Regions from separate parts of the Danio rerio genome. Here region 2 is linked to region 1. Evidence: chromatin contacts called from public Micro-C data. All regions are on one chromosome and are shown on one strand. Each heading gives the region's core, a stretch centred on a gene start, on an enhancer-like site or on the middle of the called end of the contact. The rest is flanking DNA. Distances are from core to core; before and after follow the strand shown. Region 1 holds the start of mef2aa (myocyte enhancer factor 2aa). Region 2 overlaps mef2aa (myocyte enhancer factor 2aa).

What was found. Hi-C and Micro-C count contacts between places; a contact is called where the count stands out from the background.
Region 2: a Micro-C map of caudal fin shows a contact between it and region 1, with 7 times the contacts expected there. The contact joins the enhancer-like site here to the promoter of mef2aa in region 1. A contact is called at or near these places in 3 of 18 Hi-C or Micro-C datasets (caudal fin, hematopoietic stem cells and an unstated tissue) and 1 of 4 datasets of contacts at active chromatin or transcription factors (caudal fin).

The regions. Positions count from the first base shown.
Region 1 is chr18:24,584,685-24,587,281 of GRCz12tu, reverse strand. mef2aa (myocyte enhancer factor 2aa) reads right to left here and starts at 1,297. Exons shown (of 10, transcript NM_131301.2): 1 at 1,130-1,297.
Region 2 is chr18:24,735,577-24,738,173 of GRCz12tu, reverse strand. All of the region lies in intron 7 of mef2aa (myocyte enhancer factor 2aa), which reads right to left. Among named protein-coding and RNA genes, the nearest start is that of mctp2a, 20 kb to the left of the region's middle. Within about 2 kb of position 1,288, at least 3 of the 62 cell types and tissues checked have an H3K27ac peak or open chromatin away from gene starts, as enhancers often do. A contact at or near this core is called in caudal fin, where this site is marked.

The sequences.
Region 1 (2,597 bases), core at 48-2,547:
CTCTCACTTGTTTGTAACAGAACCGCGTGACCCCACAAATAGCATTAAATCACAATTGAAAAGCTATTATAATATAATTGATGGGATCAATTTACACTTGTCTCAGTTTATTCACTAACATATAGTGTGACTCCAATAAATCTGAGACGGTTCACCAATGTGACACTTATTGCTGTTATGTCAACTAAACAAAACTTCTTAACAGACCAGCACCATCTCCATATCAGACAGAAAAATGTCCGAAATTACTTTAAAGTTAGTTTTAATAGATAAAAGACAAAGATATACGATAGATTGATAAAGTGATCGGACGTGCTTTAGTTACGGAGGCAATGCCCTACATTTCAACCCTGCAAACAGTGCGTGTTTAATGTGTATTAAAATGTAAAACATTTACTCATCACAAATTGCATCCTCTGACGTCTACGAAAATTGCGCTACCACTTCTAGTTGTCAGAACTAGTTTTGGTGCTTTAAACAACTGTGCTGTCCAAAAATCAAAGTTAGAATGAATTACATATATACAACGTGCTACTTTAACCAGACTGTCAACATGTTCAAAAGCAACACAATGAAACATTAGAATCAACAAAAATTCAATCGCATAAGTTCTGAAGGTAAACTAGCTCTATTCTCAAGTTGTGAACTTCTGCAGGTGACCCTTTCAGCCAATGAATCCTGAATATCCCTGAGTGAAAGCTTAACGGTTTCCAAAGTTAAGTATACACAAAATTTCTTTACTTTAGCGCCATTATAAGCTATCGGTCTTTTTTCAATAGCTCCTCCAAAGACATTTAACAACGCCCGGGAAACAATGATGAGAGACTCGGCGCAACATTTGCCAAGTGTCAAAGTGAACTGAACCACGCACGAGCTCTTCTACAGAGAATTACGAGCACGATAAACAGTGTTGTCCTTCAGTCTGAAGGCACGACTCGGGACAAAACACTTCGAGCTTGTTGCCGACCATTGAGACACGCACATGACAAACATGTTTAAGCTTCCCAAACGAATTGTAACGCGTTTAATTTGCGCTCATCCAATCTCACTCCACGACTCCCTCCTCTCTTCTCTCTCCCTCTCTCTGAGTCCGCTGCTGTGTAACATTGTTACTATTTTTGCGACTCACCTTTTTTCTCCGTGGTCCCCCTCGCTGTATATAGATACTGTGTATCAGTGACTCCCGTGGATACACTGTGACATAAATGTATTTTCAGTCACATTGACACACGGCTTCTATTTTCGGGAGCTGAGCTGACAAACTCAGAAGAAGCAGCAGTCGCTCTTGTCACAACATAAGCTCCTCCTCTAAATGACGATAACTAGACGGAGTCAACCTCATACGGCAAGCCGTTTTAACATATGTTATATAGGCCACTGTTACTTGTGTGTTACAATTAATAAGATCTGAAATTACCAGTTTTTTTTTTAAGTTTTACTTGTAACTGCTCTGTTGTCACAAATAAGCCTCCTAGTGGTTTTAAAATATCCCTACTGACAGTCTGTGTAAAATTAAGATTTACAATGTTTGTTTGCCGGTGCACATTGTAAGTCATTTTGCTGGTTTATAGCCTACTTCTGCGTTGGGTGATCGGCGTGACCCATGGTGCCTGCCCTGCACGTAGCTGTGCATTTATACTTCATTGTGCTGTTTGTGTTGCTCTACAATAACATCTGCGAAAAGTTAACTGGCAGTAAGTTTTTATGTTCCTCTGTGTTGAGTTTTTTCAGGAGTATTTTGTTTTTTTCTGAACGAAGAAGCTAAAACTTGCTCATTTAGAGGCTCAAACTAGCGTGCAACAACTTTAATCATAAGGTGAACACAAAACAAACATTTCCATCTGGAGCACCTTCACGGGACTTCACACTTGTAAACAGCTCTATCGGTCTTGCGGCTCTCAGCACTGCCCACGCTCATCATTGCTACCAAAACGACCAATCACAGAGCTTGTGCTAAGAGTCATTGCAACGTGTAGTTACATTTTTTGAGAGGTGTGCTTCAGCGTCGGCCACAGCGAGGGTTATGTGACTTTGTGAAGGCTGCACCGGACCATACGCAGATTGAAGTAGAAGTATAAATTAGCCTTTAAGGTGAACAATGAATCAGTGCAAGTTAAATCATTAAACAAAAATTGTTTGATAATCTTCAGTGAAAGTCTGACCATCTGATTCCAAGTTTGGAGTGGCAGTCCTTTTCAATTTAATGGCCACACCCCTCTTACCATTAGTTTGCTACAAGCCACACCTCCTACTCAACATTTAGTTTCAGGTGGAAGTATCAAGTATTGTTTCAGTATCAACATTCTGAAATAAAGGTCTCAGTAACTTACAGTTTACTTTAATTACTAGTGCATTCAAATGACTAGAATGTATTTCAGCTCTATTGTTGCATTATGAATAGGGCCAGACGGAATTTGCGGACATTTTTTGCTATTTCTGCGGAGAATTTTGGTAAAAATAAGCGGATTTCTGAAGAATTATTTTGGGAGTATCATTTACTCTAGTAAATAAACAAAATTAACGATGGGCTAAAAAATCTGCAGAAAAATCCTAATTATGGGCCTAATTATGACATACTAGAACCTATTTTTGAAATA
Region 2 (2,597 bases), core at 39-2,538, 150 kb before region 1:
CACAGACACACGCAGAGACACACATTTTAAAAACAACGTTGCTATTAGATACAGATTATATGTAATATAAATAATAAATCTGATTTATCATGTAATATACAGGAATGGAAATGAAAGATCACTTCAAAATGCTCAGTTATTTAGAGCATGTGTAGTAGTAACTTATAGATACTTATAGTGTGTGGTTGAGTAAATTGTTATTTTTTATTCAGATTTATTCTGTAAAATACTATTGACAGTTCTTCCAAACCTGCTTGCTTTATTTATGTATTATTTTGTTAAATTTATTTATTTATTTATTTATTTAGTTAGTTAGTTATTTAGTTATTTGTGTGTTTGTTTGCATAAAATAACAAAAATATGTCATGTTTTCCAATCTGTTTAGATATTTAAAGAGAATACAATACAATTGTTATGTGTTTACATATCACGTTTTACATAATTCACATACATGTTTACCTTCAAAAGTTACCTTAAGTTATGAAATTAATATAGTAGCATTTTACTCAAACCCATTTACAATCATTATGTATTACATATTTACCCTATTGCAGTAAATTTAAGTAAATCGAGAGAAACTTAGGACTTATGTGAAACTCCTCAACTTATGACATAATTTTGGCCTCTGCTCCATTTTAACGACATCATCATAGAAATAAAAAAATTAAATAAATAAAAAATGCAATCACCGCCCAGGCCAAAGAAATGCAAAAGCGCATAAGATTTTGGGTAATGCTCAAAAATGTAGACTGCAATAGAATGTTTTATGTGGATTTGTGTGTTCTGCTTTGATTGTTCCAAGCTTTTATGTTGCTTCAAAACTAAAATGAATACCAGGTTTATTGGTGAGGTCTTGGGGAAATATAAAATAATTACTAATAACTGCATTTCTGTGGATGCACCATTCTCCTTTTTGTTCTTCCTTGAAAACACCCACAACAGTTTTCCTTTAGCTCTTACACATACATACTGTGATTCTTTTAAACTTCCTTAAAAAGGCTCGAAACATGCAGTGTTGAGTCACACACAATGCAGACTTCCACACACACACACACTCATGATGAGTTCATCCAGTTCATGGTGGGTTTAGTCGATCTCCATCTCAAGCAGTGGACTCTGAGTGCGGCTCTGCTAGTTAAAGTAGTGTGATTTAAAAATCAAACAGCTTATCAGCCTTCCCAATGCATTCTGTAAAACTCACCAACTCCATCTCTTCCTCCTCTGACTGCTTCCAACAGAAAAAAAGCATATGATGCTGTCAGTAAAGAGGCAGGTGGGGCCGTTCTCACCAGGACGTGCCTTCAAAACTAACTTATTCAAATTCAGAGACCCAAGCGTGAACCAAACGCTGCCTCGGGTTACTTGCAGTACAACTGGAAATTCAAATTCAGAGTCAAATTCAAATGAAAAGTCAAATTTGTTGGCACTAAATACACAACGTTTCCATTCCTCACGGCCATGGGGTTTGTTTGATGCTGCAATTAAGTAAATGTAGGGCGACTTCCAGTGCTAAACAAAAGAAGAGCAAATGTATGGGAGAATAATGATGTTTTTGTTGTTGTTTATTTGTTAGTTTAAACTCCTTAGAGAAAAAACTAAAATCACTGAGGAGCTTGACCTCGCAGCAAGGATGTGCTTAACCTTTCACCTCAGACACTCATCCATATGTGAGCTGGTGTGTCCAATAGCCCCATCAATCTTCTTGGTTTCATTGGCACAGTCGACCACTTGCTTTAATTGATTATTTACAAGAGAGAAAAAGTAAACACTAGCTAAATGAGGGCTAGAAAATGAAGCTGAATACTAGTGAGAATTTAAGTACTAATGAATAGTACAGTGTCTATTTCAATGTTTCAGATAACATTTGTGGTACATAAAATGTTAAATAGTTTAATCTTTTTCATTATTGTAATCATATATACAGTTGAGGTCAGAATTATTAGCCCCCCTGAATTATTAGCCTCCCTGTTTATGTTTTCCCTGTTTTCAGTTTAACAGAGAGCAAACTTTTTCGTCATATTTCTAAACATAATAGTTTAAATAACCTATCTCTAATAACTGATTTATTTTATCTTTGCCATGATGACAGTACATAATATTTGACTATATATTTTTCAACACACTTCTATACAGCTTAAAGTGACATTCAAAGGCTTAACTAGGCTAATTAGGTTAACTAGGCAGGTTAGGGTAATTAGACAAGTTATTGTATTACGATGGTTTGTTCTGTAGACTATCGAAAGAAAAAATTAGCCTAAAAGGGCTAATAATTTTGTCCTTAAAATGGTGTTTATTCTTTTATTCTAGCCAAAATAAACTGTAAAAATGTCCTTGCTCTGTTAACCATAATTTGGGAAATATTTAAAGAAAATAAATTCAAAGGGGGGCTAATAAATTTAAACTAACTATATATATATATATATATATATATATATATATATATATATATATATATATATATATATATATATATATATATATATATATATATATATATATATATATATATATATTTATATATATATATAAAACATACCAGCTATATTTGAAATTATTAAACACTTCTTGCTGACAATTGTGTGGTACAAATTGGTTTG